4 separate regions of the Mus musculus genome follow, and regions 2, 3 and 4 are each linked to region 1. A link is a contact called in public Hi-C and HiChIP or PLAC-seq data. All regions are on one chromosome and are shown on one strand. Each heading gives the region's core, a stretch centred on a gene start, on an enhancer-like site or on the middle of the called end of the contact. The rest is flanking DNA. Distances are from core to core; before and after follow the strand shown. Region 1 holds the start of Ackr3 (atypical chemokine receptor 3). Region 2 overlaps Gm34992 (a long non-coding RNA gene). Region 3 overlaps Asb18 (ankyrin repeat and SOCS box-containing 18). Region 4 overlaps Gm34992 (a long non-coding RNA gene).

Evidence for each region. Hi-C and Micro-C count contacts between places; a contact is called where the count stands out from the background. HiChIP or PLAC-seq counts read pairs in DNA pulled down with a chosen protein or histone mark.
Region 2: an H3K4me3 HiChIP or PLAC-seq map of embryonic limb bud shows a contact between it and region 1, with 4 times the contacts expected there. The contact joins the enhancer-like site here to the promoter of Ackr3 in region 1. A contact is called at or near these places in 7 of 39 promoter capture datasets (the 3T3-L1 cell line, cranial neural crest, frontonasal cranial neural crest and 4 more), 10 of 484 Hi-C or Micro-C datasets (cortical neurons, embryonic fibroblasts, embryonic stem cells and 5 more), 18 of 115 datasets of contacts at active chromatin or transcription factors (craniofacial prominence, differentiating embryonic stem cells, embryonic basal ganglia and 12 more) and 1 of 9 other capture datasets (adipose tissue).
Region 3: a contact with region 1 is called in a Hi-C map of cardiomyocytes, with 1.9 times the contacts expected there. The contact joins the enhancer-like site here to the promoter of Ackr3 in region 1.
Region 4: a contact with region 1 is called in an H3K27ac HiChIP or PLAC-seq map of embryonic stem cells, with 2.7 times the contacts expected there. The contact joins the enhancer-like site here to the promoter of Ackr3 in region 1. A contact is called at or near these places in 7 of 39 promoter capture datasets (the 3T3-L1 cell line, 3T3-L1-derived adipocytes, the SN4741 cell line and 3 more), 1 of 15 datasets of contacts at CTCF or cohesin (the NIH/3T3 cell line), 1 of 484 Hi-C or Micro-C datasets (nephron progenitors), 17 of 115 datasets of contacts at active chromatin or transcription factors (the NIH/3T3 cell line, craniofacial prominence, differentiating embryonic stem cells and 11 more) and 2 of 9 other capture datasets (adipose tissue and liver).

The regions. Positions count from the first base shown.
Region 1 is chr1:90,202,451-90,205,648 of GRCm38.p6, reverse strand. Ackr3 (atypical chemokine receptor 3) reads right to left here and starts at 1,669. Exons shown (of 2, transcript NM_007722.4): 1 at 1,562-1,669.
Region 2 is chr1:90,450,618-90,453,815 of GRCm38.p6, reverse strand. Gm34992 (a long non-coding RNA gene) reads right to left here. Exons shown (of 5, transcript XR_878387.2): 5 at 2,053-2,592. It overlaps Gm28722 (a long non-coding RNA gene), which reads left to right. Exons shown (of 2, transcript XR_878390.2): 2 at 1-276. Among named protein-coding and RNA genes, the nearest start is that of Gm28722, 52 kb to the left of the region's middle. Within about 2 kb of position 1,620, at least 6 of the 459 cell types and tissues checked have an H3K27ac peak or open chromatin away from gene starts, as enhancers often do. A contact at or near this core is called in embryonic limb bud, where this site is marked.
Region 3 is chr1:89,998,530-90,001,727 of GRCm38.p6, reverse strand. The region is part of intron 1 of Asb18 (ankyrin repeat and SOCS box-containing 18); the gene reads left to right. Among named protein-coding and RNA genes, the nearest start is that of Gm34616, 4.5 kb to the left of the region's middle. Within about 2 kb of position 1,622, at least 4 of the 459 cell types and tissues checked have an H3K27ac peak or open chromatin away from gene starts, as enhancers often do. A contact at or near this core is called in cardiomyocytes, where this site is marked.
Region 4 is chr1:90,403,312-90,406,509 of GRCm38.p6, reverse strand. All of the region lies in intron 3 of Gm34992 (a long non-coding RNA gene), which reads right to left. Among named protein-coding and RNA genes, the nearest start is that of Gm34992, 67 kb to the right of the region's middle. Within about 2 kb of position 1,454, at least 28 of the 459 cell types and tissues checked have an H3K27ac peak or open chromatin away from gene starts, as enhancers often do. A contact at or near this core is called in embryonic stem cells, where this site is marked.

The sequences.
Region 1 (3,198 bases), core at 420-2,919:
AGCATGCAGCCGTGTAGCTTTCTGGAACTTTAAAATATATGTGTGTGATTGCACTGTGCATGCCCCTTTAAAAACAAACTGGAGGAACCCAACAGGCAGCTAGCAAGCAGTCGGACTTCCCCAGCTTTTACACCTCTGCTCCCAGACAGATCCTTCCAGCCCCTGCTGCCTCCTGGAGGCAGCAGCTGAGCTCAGCAGAGAGCAGCACAAAGTGTTCACCGCTCAGACTGGGGGAAATTAGAGCAAAATGTTTCCAAGCTGGAGCCTGTGCACAGCTCCCGATCGAAACAGGGTTTTCATTTCATTTGGGGCAGGCTTCTATTCAGATGGGAGAAAGACGGGGACTTGGGGGCTTTATCCATTTACAATCTGCAACGAGCCAGGCACAAAAAAACAGAACCACCCCCATCCCTCCTTTCTGGTCCTATCCATTGAGCTCCACATTCTCCTGAACTAAATAAAGACCACAAAGCCAGCATCTGCTCCTTCAAAGAAAAACAAAGTTTCCATACTGGCCACAGCACAGACTGGGGTCTCAGGGATGCCACTAACCCAAGACACCTTTAAAAAGATGCTTGATCCTACCTCACATCGAAACAATTAATTAATCTGTTTGTGAGCAAATGAATGGAGAGACAGAGAGAGAAAGGGGAAGAGACAGCCAGTCTGCCTTTCACAGTGCCTCATTTTCCTAGTAGCTAGCAGCCAGGAGTCTTGGCTGACCAGGATCCCCTGACCTCAGAGTCTCCCTCACTCCCAGCCACCCAGTGAACCTTTATGCACCCTAACAAAAGTCAGCAACACTCACAGTTCACTTGGAGAGTAGATTTAAATTCAAATACTAGATTTCTTAGTGTCTGCTTTTTTTTTTTTTTGTCCCAATTGAAGTTGGACAACACTTTCTAGGAGAACAATAAATACTCAAAATTAGATTAGCAGGGGTGCCATGAAGAGATAAGATGAAGAGGAGCTAACATTCAATTTACAACTTCCAGAATTCAGGAGCTGTGAATTAATCCATCCCCACCCCCCAGAGCACGGAGTTTAAACTCATCCTAGACTCAGAATGCTCAGCCCAGTTGTCTGGTCCGCTGAAGGATGCCTCTGGGCATATCACATGCCTTTCTGGAAGTGCGCTTGTGGTTTTTACAGCCAATCTGATAACCAGAAGTAGGAGTGGGCAAACAGTGATGCCAAGCTCACCCCTAAGCTGGCTTTGGGCAACCTCAATGGGGCATCCCACATTCTCTGCAAAGTTTCCCTGCTTCCTGGAACTTAAGTACTCACAGAAACAAATCAGAGTCCAGTAGCAAACAAACATACACAGAGGTTTCCCTCCACAAATGACTGAACTCAGATCCCCCAAATCAGGAGCAGTAGCTTGCAATGCAGGCATGCAGCGTGCTTTGAGCTTTCCAATCCGGACCTGCAGGCTCTAAAGCCCCCAGCTCAGGGATCCAAGAGTTCTCAGAAAAAGCCCAGTTCTCGTAAGAACAGGAGTCCTGCCCCTTGCCGTAGTTGCTCGGCAAAGCTGTCGCAGAAGCAAGGCTTTCTTACTTACCTCAGGGCTTCCTGGGCTGTGGTTTGCCTTCCTGACGGTGAGCGCTGCAGGCTCCTTCAGTGCTGAGCAGTTTGTAGCAACTGAGATCTCTCAGGGCTCCGGACTTGCCTTTTATATACACTGCGGGAAAGTGCCTCTAGGTGGCAGTTTTGCAACCCTCGGCTCTCCTCCCGCCCCTCCTCTCCCACCACAGCGCGCAGGCATGCAGGCTTGTACAGGCGCACACGCCCTCCTGTAACCCTCTCTAGGTTGTTGTTTCCTGCACAAACACATTCTTGGGAGCCCTCAGATCCCTCCCTTTGCAAAGGCTAGATCCTATTGGGGGAAATGTCAGCAGAAGAAAAACCAAAAGAAGTCCTAGGACGTTCCAAAATGATAGAATATTGATCCAGTCTCAGGTATAGCTTTTAATAATCCCATGAGCACCGGGAGTTCCTTTGAATGCCTGTAGCTTCAGGGAAGACTTTGTTCCCAAGACAAATTACTCTGAACTTCTGAACTTCGATGTTGGTTTGTCAAGCTTGCTCTTTCTTTGTCGATGCCTCCTGGACAGAAGTCACATTTTGGAAAGGGGACGATTAATCGACCCTGTACCGCCATCACCCAGAAGTGAGGGAAAGTGCCTTTAGGTTGGATCCAGATTCTGCTGGAACTCTTACACAAAGTCCTTAAGGCCCTATTAAGACCGTGTTCCACGGAGTCGAGCAGTGCCAGTCACTGAAAAGGCCTTGTCGCAGGTGAGGTAGAGTCGTCATTGTGAGCTTAGCCAACTTTTATCGCAGTCCTCATCTTTATCAAAATCTACATTCTAATCGCGATGCACATTGCTAAGATTCCCTGTTTTGTTTTTTAAATGTGTCTCTTGCAATTCCCCATTTAGTAAAACTCAAGCACAAAATGACCCAATCTTTACTTTTAAAGCCGCGCCACTGTAACGCCTCCCCAAGTGCCCCCCACCCTCCAAAGGGCTGGTGGTCACTCTGCTCTCATGCCCCCCTGGGCCTCTGAAAGGCAGTTACAGCACCCACAGTTGAGGCGCGGGCTGTACGCAAAATCTGCCTTCACCAACACTTGCCGAGTCTATTTTCTAAGTCTCCGGAGAGTGACTGCTGAACACAGGAACCCGAGAACTTGGGGATCAGAGTCTCACGTAGGCTAGAGAGCTTCGGTCTAGGGAAAAACCTTAACAAAAGAAGTGGTTTGTTTAAACAGCCTTGCACTTTACTCCTGGCGGGGCAGATCCTGCTCAGTGAGCTCCTGAGGAGCACACCTGCTTTCCGGGCTGTGGGAGGGGTGTGTGTCTGCAAGGAGTAGTGTGAGATCTGGTGGGGGGTCATACGGCCTCCTGGGGAGTCTGTGACCTCAATGCAAGGGAGAGGCCCTGAGGCCTGTGGGCGGAGTCTGTGGCCCGGAGATGTGGTCTGTGGTCTCAAGGGTGGATCTGGGTCTAGCTAGAGGTGGGCGGTCCTACAGCCACAAAGACTGGTCTGTGGCCCCAAGGGGAGGGAGGTCTGAGTCAACAGGGAGGGTCTGTAAGAACAGGGAGTGTCCTATAGCATCAGGCAGGGACCTCTGAGGCCTCAGGGTCAGAAAAGGGTCTGGGGCCTCCGGACCCAGCTGGGCCGTACTACCCCAGG
Region 2 (3,198 bases), core at 371-2,870, 250 kb before region 1:
TTTTAAGCAGACACGTCAGATGATCAGACTCTGAAGAGTCACACTAGAAAGCTGAAGTTTTTCTTGGTACGCTGTCATGAAGATTTAGGTGGAGAGGTGGCTCAGAGGTTAAGAGCACTAGCTGCTCTTGTAGAGGACCCAGGTTCAGTTCCCAGCAGCCACATCAGGTGGCTCACAACCATCTGTAACCGCAGCTCCAGGGAGCCTAAGTCTCTGACCTCTGAGGCTGTCATACAGAGACACTCATATACCTATAAATAAATAAACATAAGTTTTTAGAAAGCAATGTTGTTTGGGCAGTGTGTTTCCACATTTTTAGTATTTTTTTTCAAGATCCTGAAAGAGTTAGTAGTATTAGTTCTGCATCCTTCAAAATATGTCTTTCTAAAAACCTGTGAAAATACAGCCTGAGGTTTTTGTGCAAAAATGTCCAACGTCTGTGTCTTTAACAATGAGAAAAGTAAAACAAAACAAAACAACAACAAAACCAAAACCATAAATACCTGATAGCAGGAAAATGGCCAAGTAAGTCACAATACATCATAATGTGGAGTACTATGGATCCATAAAGAATACATTCTTACAGACTGTTAAAGGCCACAGGCAAAGTCTAATAAAATATAAAGAACATCACGGCAGCCTTTGTAGAAGCAACCTGTTGAACTTTGTGCCTTGTAGATGCTTTTATTTTCATTTTTATGTCTTTCTATCCTTTTTAAAAGACTACATTCATGAAACACTTCTGTTCCCTAGAAAAATACTAACTGCCACCTTAACATAAAATGAGCTTTGCTGAGCACTGCTGTGGCTGAGTGTCTACACGGCTTGGTTGAATCTGGTACTGAGGAACTAGGTAAGTACCCTAGTGGGGCACTGCCTGGCTCTGACACACAGTGTCATCAGCCCTTAGGCTAGGGAGAGGTTTCTCTAGTTCAGACGTTGGGGAGTCATTCCTCATGCCCCCGAGAAGGGGGCACCTGTGTCCCAGCAAGACGCTAGTCACCAGTCACTTTCCTGGATGTTTCCCTATTACCTAGAGGTCTAGAATGAATTCTCCTTCTCCTGTCCTGAAACCACCTCAAGTTTCTTCCCTGTGACTTAGTCTTAAGACTAAATATATGTGGAGCAGGGGTAAGGACTCGTTCTCCAGGTTTGGTGATAAAATTAAAAGGCATTTTCATCTCCGGCCCATAGTTTATTCTCGGCAAGTAAAAATGATGCCTGAGGAATCCCAGGCTCCAGCAAACATAAACCACGGGCCTGAGAAAGCTCTTTAATTAATGCAGCCAATCCTTGCAAACAACTTTAAAAAATTAGCATGGGGGGGGGGAGCCAGTAAAAATGCCTGTCCAGCCAACTCAGCCCTGCCAGATGTTGTTGAAGCAGAATTGATCCCATTGCATCCTGCACGCTATAGCATACACATGAGTCCAGGCATAGGCACTGCAGAGAAAACCCTCACCAGCCCAGGAGAAGCCTCAACTCTCTCAGGACTATTGTTTCCCTTATTGATTTAGAAAACGTTCATTGACCAAGGAAACAGACATGCCCCATAAAGTCTAAGCCTTGCAACATAAAATAGAACCCATGTGCCTTGCAGATTTACGACAGAGCAGCAAGCTCGGAGAATGTAAACCCACACAAGGATACCAGGGGTTGGATGGTCACTGCCTGCATCCCTGGCAACAAGACCGCTTAATCAACAAGCCCCGGGCTCCTTTGTGACTCTACCTCCATCTGGGCAAGGAAGGACTGCATAAGAAGACAGGGCTATGGGTGGAGAGATGGCTCAGTAGTTAAAAGCACTTGCTGCCCTTACAGAGGATCTGGGTTTAATTCTCAGCACCCTCATGGTGGCTCACAACTATCCATAGCTCCAGGTCTGGGGGATCCTATTTGTTCTTCTGAACTTCACAGGCACTAGGCACATGGGTGGTGAACATACATACATGCAGGTAAAACACACACACACACACACACAGAGAGAGAGAGAGAGAAAGAGAGAGGGGGGGGGAAGAGAGAGAGAGGGAGAGGGAGAGGGAGGGAGAGAGAGAGAGAGAGAGAGAGAGAGAGAGAGAGAGAGAGAGAGAGAGAAACAAATGTCTAAAAACTTCCAGAGACTATCCTATGAGACACAGAAGAGCAGCCACTTACCGGCCTGGCCATCTCCTGCTAAGGGAAGCCCTGGGATTGTGCTCCTAACTCCTGGCTGGGTTTTGGGTTGCTTCCCTCTGTTTGATGTGCAAATATCTGTCAAGCACCTTTTCACTAAGTGTGTTTGTACAAGTACCATAAGATAGAACCAACTGAAGGTTTCAAAAGGGTCAAAACCTGGTCATGAGGGAAAGGTACACAGAGTCTGGCTGTGTCTGAGCACACCTCCTATGAAGAGGTGGGTCATCCATCTTGCTGGGCAGAGCCATTTCCTCTTGTTCATTGACTTGCTGGGTATTTGTTGTCCAGGAAAAAGAAGTGCTGGCTTGTGCTGGTCAGACTGTCATCGCCACGTCAATCCACTATGGTGGCAAACACGCAGCATACCAGTGTCCCGCAGAAAAGTGTTGTCTTCCTCATGACTTCAGAGGCATCAATCTGCCATGGTCGGGAGGAGATAGCAGGTCAGCTCAAATCTTGGTGGTCAGACAACCCAGAGTAGCAGTAGGACTCAGGGACTGAGGCACAGGAGCCCCTAAGAACCTCCTCTTAGTGACCCGCTTCTTCTTGTCCAGCCCACCACCCATTGTCCCATCACTTCGAAAGATCTGCTTAAATCTGGGGGTTACACCCTACTCTGGCCCCTTCCTGTTTCTTCTCCACTGCTTCCTGTCCACTAGCATGCAAGTACTTCTGTCCACTAAGATGTGAGTCTCCCTGTCCACCACCATGTGAGTCTCCCTGTCCACCACCATGTGAGTCTCCCTGACCACCACCATGTGAGTCTCCCTGTCCACCACCATGTAAGTCTCCCTGTCCACTAAGATGTGAGTCTCCCTGTCCATCAAGATGTATGCTTCTATTATACTCTCCCCACAATGATGGACCAAATTCAACTTGTACAAGAAGTGAAGAGCAGTCTAGATTTTTAAATATATGTGAAACATTAAAATTGGATTTTTTTTTGTTTTGTTTTAAATTTCTTTCATCCAAACGACATCTGTCACAGAAATAAAGACATGTGTTTGTGTGACTACTAACTGT
Region 3 (3,198 bases), core at 373-2,872, 200 kb after region 1:
GATCTGGCCTGCAGCTGAGACACCATCAGCCTAAGGCCCAGCGGAATCTAGAAGGTGTACTAGCTACTTCTCTGTTGCTGTGATAAAATGCCATGACCAAAAGCACTTTATTTTGGCTTTTGCTTCAGAGGGGTTCAGGCTGTCAGGGTGGGGATAGTGTGGCAATGAGCAGCTGGAGCAGGAAGCTGTGAGATCACACAGGATGCTGAGAGAGCAAACTTGAAGAGGGGTAAGGGTATAAGCTCTCCAAACTCACTCCCAGTGACAAACTTCCCACAGTAGGGCTCCATGACCTCCCCAAAGGGCACTGCTGACTGGCAACCAACTGTTTAAATACCTGAGCCTAGGGGAGACATTCGTCATTCAAACCACCACAATGGCCATTTATAAAAGGGGCACGCTGACTGGGCCAGCAATACAAATGAGCATGTTCAAACGAACAGGCATAGACTCTGGTGTATCACACACTGACTTCTGGCCCCTTCGACCTGTCCCTTACTCAGACACTTGACCCCAGCAGGGAGCCAGGCACTTTCCAGTGGTCCAGGAAGGAAGCCAAGCCTTGGCTTTACTGAGAGTGGGGAAATGATGGGGCCTCCTGCTGCTTCGGAAGCTCTTCCCTGTGCCTGGGACACACAGAAAGTTGCTACTGAAGAGAAAGGGGCCAGCCATGTCACCAGGCCTCCCAGCACTCAGCATTCAGACCTGGCTGGATTGTCCCACCAAGTCCCAAGAGTGCAAATATTCACTTGCTCTTTGGGAAGGGAAAACATGATCCTGTGTCAGCTCGGACACAGGAAACCAAGATCCTGGTACAGCAAGGAGATAGGAATCACCCTCAAACTCCATCATGTGTGCAACCCGGGGCCATCTGAATGTGGAGTCCACCATCACTGGATCTAGAGGCAAAATAATAATAATCTCTCTCATTAGCTGTCTCCATGACAAGAAGCAGTTAGAAAAGACTAATTTTTATCCCTTCTGTGGATAAAGCATCATACTTACTATTTAAATCTCAAGTATCTCTGCAATATGATATTCAGGTAGGGTGAAAAGATGGCTTCTCACTCTGTCATTCAGACAGAAGCTGGGCGTCCCTGCCTGCTTAGATTTTTCTTTTCCTCGACATCCATTCACTCCGCACTCTGCCTTTTCACTTGTATAGCACTCTGCCAGGGTTTACCGTACAAACAAGGTGGCAACCTTTGCTGGTTCTTCTGAAGAAATAAAACTACTAAATCTGCTGACTTGGGGCAAATGAAATTCATTACTAACCCTCTCTCCAGGAGAAAACAGCATTCAGGAGCATTTCTAGGTAGGACCAGCTCCCTGGGCAGGTGGAGAGGGGGAACCTCACTTGCAAGAAAAGAGGGAAGATTTCATGGTGACACCAGAGACTCAGACAGGAAGAGGAACTGAAGAGAGTGGTCTCCTAAGCTGTGAGGTGTGACCACCTCACTCCCATCCTCAGTGTAACTGCTAATGTGGATAAATGTTAAGTTAGCAACCTAACTGGGAAACAAGATGCTAGCTAAGAAAAGTCAGACCAACTGTGGGCCAGTGTAGAGGCAGAACCAGATGTACGCAAGCTCATATCAGGGATCAAAGGGGACCATGGGCAGCAAAGCACTGTTGCTTGTGGACTCCAGGAAGGACTCTGGGTTCTGACAGCCAAAGTAAGTGAACTTGAACTGACCCTTTGTTGACACAAGTCAGGTCTCTACAAACATGCTTTGATGGTTTAAAATAACTCCAGATAGCTTGCTGCATCTGTGTCACCTAAATTTGGGCGCAAACATCAGTATGCCTTTGGCACCAATTACCTCTAAACTACCCATCGAGAAAGTGAAGCCTCTAGAGACATAAACAGGAGGACCCGGACAGTGAACAGCAGTCCGAGACCCCTGAGTCACAAGAAACAGGTCCTCTATGCCTGGATTTTCCCCAACGGCTTGGATCACAGACGGAATCAGCCACTGCTCTGGCTGGCTGAGATCATTTGGAGCCGATTGCTTCATGCTCGCCGTTTCCCCTCCGTATATTCACATGGATCACCTGAAAGCAGCACCTGCAGTGTCCCCAGCCAAGCATGGTCTCAACCTGGCTGCAGATAGAAGTGCTCAGACAGTTCCTAGGGTCCCGATGTTCAGGCGGCATGCAGCCCAACCCAGCACAAGTCTTCAGGCTGGGGTCCTGGCATCCTGCCTTTTGTAGCTCCTCAGGTGATTCTATTCGGCAACTAAAGTATCAGGCACTGCTCTGAGGCCTCATGTGTGGTGCTTCTCCACCAGGAATCACTCAGAGTTTCTTTTTAAAAGAACTGTAGTTTATCATCTTCCCTGAAGCTTTCAGAATACCACCCCTCTCAGGTTGAAGTGCACACACCCTTTACCTCAGCCCACTGCACAATAACAGTCACATCCCAAGTCCTGCTCACCCAATGGGCTCCTACTGACCCCCAGACCTACAACTGACACCCCTGTTCTGAAACACCCCAGACCGTCTTTTTTTCCTAATCCAGTGGAGATTTTTGCAGACCTGGTGTGATGTCTGCCAGTTTAAGAACTCTCAATTTGTTCTGTATTTAAAACAAAACCACAGTCTCTGGTCCTTCTGTTTTACCATAGTCCCTCAAGGTTTGATCAGATTTTCAGCAACTTATACACAAATTTACATTTAAAAGAAGTTGGCTTTCTGTGTGGACCAGACTTGGAAAAGAAGGCAAAGCCAGAGTGGAATCTTGGGGCTGTGCATTGGTTTTGACTAAGTTGAAAAGGATAAGGATGAGCAAGTGGGTCCATCTGCCCAGACCAGGTGTGCAGGCCAGCTGTGCCAGCCAGCTGTGCAGGCCAGCTGTGCAGGCCAGCTGTGCATAGGCAGGGTCATTTAGAGGTGGAGGGGGTGAAGAGCCTAACCCAGGACACGGGGTCAGAAAGGAGTGTCACTCACACACCAGGGGACTGCTCACAGCTTTGGGGAGGAAGACTAAGCGGCTCCTGTTGGGGGTCTTCCAAACATGAATTTCTTGTCCTGTGTGATCCCCGCAGATGGGATTTTCATCTCTGAACCCCCAAAACCTTACGAGACACCCTAAAATGTAACCACGTTCGGTTAACAACTCGGGGGAAGAGTGGGTTGCTTTCTAGGTTGGTTGGTTTGTTTATTTAATGAAATGGTCAACAGTGCTTCTATATTTGT
Region 4 (3,198 bases), core at 205-2,704, 200 kb before region 1:
AGGAGGGGACTGGAGATCCATTTACCTGGTGGATGGTATAGTAATCCATGCAGGTATCATAAATGCTTCACAAAGCCTCAAGGATGCCTCAGAGAGGTTGTGCACACACACAGCATTTCCTACCTCCTCTGGCTCTTCTATCTTCTGTCCTGAGCTGGGAATGCATCAATGCATGGTAGTGTAACCAGGGAGCAGGGATGGGGAAATAGTGTAAAGAGATTGAATTTCTCTCAAGATGATCTGGAGCTCCAGCGAAGCCCTTCAAAGGAAGGCCAGAAGGTGGGTCAAGTGGGACCTTCATGGACAGGGAGGTGCTTCTATGGAGATGCTCTCATATCTCCCGAAGAATTTCAACGTTAATAAAGCTACTGAGCTAGAGAATGACCAAGATTTCCCAGAGGGTGTGTGTGTAAGAGCCACACAAGTCCAGGGAAGGTAAGGAGTGAGTGGGGGGAGGGGGAAAGGTCACTTAGCTACAGGGACCTCAGAGGATGCAAAGATATGGTACCTGGCCAGATGTAGGTTTTGCCCATGAGAGAAAAAGCAAAAGGGTAGAACTTGTAGCCACCAGGGTTTCAAGGACACAGAGGAGGCTGCTAGGGAGACTGGAGTTAGAAGTCAGGACCCTGGAAATGAGATTTCCTGGAAGAAAGGAAAGCCACACAAGGAGCCACAGCCGTCCTCCCTCCCCCAGCCCCCGCCCATTGGAATGTGCAGGGCATCTTACTGGCAAAGCTCCACCATAAAGAAGGCTTGAGAACATAAACCAGAGACTTCCCAGAGCCTGGAAGGAGGATCCTCTCAACACTGGGGGCTTAGAGACCTTTAGAGTCAAAGGCATTAAAACCCCGTATGGAAAGAAATGGGGAGAAGCCATTTGGGGGCCCTGTTAAGTTCCTGTGAACAAGAAGCATCTACAGAGACTGCATCCCAGCCAGGCAGCCAGGAAAGCCAGTGAGTCTTTACCCATAGCACCGGGATGGGTGGCCCATGTTTAAACCAAACAAAACATCAAGGCGGATGGGTGGCCCATGTTTACATCAAGGCAAACCTTCACCTTAAATAAAAGGCAAACAAGTGTCTGAATGGCTGAGTTAATAAATCATAATAAATCTATGAGCATTGTCCTGTTCTCTATGAATAGAAGAATTTGCCAAGTAATCAATCACTTATGTAAATGATTCTGAAGGTCAGCCAAGGTAAAAGCAAACCAAGAGGAGGCATAGGGGAGAGGTCATGAGGAGGTCACAGGAAGGTCACGGGGAGCATTTCAGAAAGAAACAACGTTTGTGGCTGTGCACACCTGCCCTGGGAACCATGGAAACTAGGTCTGAAATAGGGGGCCAGACTTAGACAGGTGTGGGGGAGAGGGATCCACATGTTCCAGCACAGCATGTGAGGCCTAGCAAGAGGACAACCAGACCCCGGGGTTCTCTCCCCCTTTGTTGTCAGGTTACAATAGTCCCAGGTAAACAAGGCCACCTGGATCAAGGGCACTGCCCAGCCCTGGGCCCACTTCCATTTCCTCCTGCCTGTCAACATTGATGTTTGCAAGCTCTGTGAAAACAAATGACCCTTGCGTTCTGGAGAGTGGATTTCATCCAGGAGTCTAATCCACAGTGTTTGCCTTCCTATTGACAATTACCACTTTAGGGAAATGAGCCCAGTGCTTTTCATGGATTGCCTGCAGATTTGGTTTTCTAATTACATCCTCCTTCAGCAAACACATCCAAGAGCAGCTTTACTCTGACCGCATCCAGAAAGGCAAGATACCCGCAAATAGGAACTCTCCTGGGGAAAGAAGAGAAAGAAGCCACACTGCTAGGCTCCATACCTTCCAAAGTACCGTCTTATATTTATGTTATAAACAAGTGTGTGTGTGTGTGTGTGTGTGTGTGTGTCCCTGTGTCTGTGTGTGTGTCTGTGTAATCTGTGTCTGTGTATGTCTGTATGTTTATCCATGTGTATCTCTATGTGTGTGTGTGTCTGTTTGTATCTGTGTGTATCTGTGCCTCTGTGTTTATGTCTGAGTGTATCTGTACTTGTGTATGTGTGTGTTTATCTGTGTGTCTCTCTGTGTGTCTATGTATCTGTGTGTGTGTGTATCCGTATCTGGGTCTGCATTTGTTTATCTCTGTGTGTTTGTGAGTCTCTATGTTGTCTGTGTGTGTCTATGTATATGTGTCTATGTCTATGTGTGCCTCCTTGTGTGTGCCTCTGTGTGTGTATGCGTGCGAGTGTGTGTGTGTATTTGGGTTTATGCACATCATTGTGGGTTCCCATGGAAGCCAGAAGAGAGCTTTGGATCCCCTGGAGCTGGAGTTACAGGTGGTTGAGAGTAGCCCAGCATAGGTTCTAGGAAGCAAGCTTTCGGTTTCTGTAAGAGCAGTAACTGTCTTAACTGCTGTGTGTCACTCCAGCCTCCCTGCTGGCATTTCAAACAATCCACGCCATCATTAAACTCAAGAGAGCTTTGTTTCATCTTATCGCATTTTCAGGAAAGAAATGTTTTTGTTTTTTTTTTTAAATATCTGGCAGCCATGCCCGAGGCCTGAATTCATAGAGCTCTTTCTACTACTCCTGTTGTTGATACCACTGATGTCTCAACCATCAAGTCCAGTGAGGACCAGGACTCAGGTGGTAACCCTGGAAAATCAGGCAAACTTGACTTTTCTAGAATATTTTCTTCCTCGGCTTCTGAGGTCTTTCTTTCCGAGGGCACACCTGAAGCCTGTTTCTTCCATGTGTCCCTCTTCGCCTGTCTCTTCCTCCCCCTTCACTTTTCTTCTCTTCGTCCTCATCCTCTCCCTCCTTCCCCCTCCCTGTGCTTTCCCTCTTTCTCATCCTTCTCCCCTCTTCTTGTATGTATGTCTATCTCTTTCTCTGTATTTTCCTTCTCCCAGAGTTTCCATGGTTCCCAGGGCCACACCCCTCTCCTTCCTCTCTCTCTCTCCTGAGTACAGTCAGAGGCTGTACCTTGGTGCCACAGGCAAGCACACCTACTTTAAAATTAATTCTGCTCCAACTATCTGGATAGAATTAGCCAAGTCACCCACCTCTCCAGGTGCCACATTCCTTGTCTCTGAAAGGGAGGTCTCAGGCCCACCTCGTGGGCTCTGTGGAGAGTTAGTTAATGTGTTCATTCATGCAGGAGAAGTGCCATGCACACGCCAGAGAAGACAAATGCCAACACCTGGT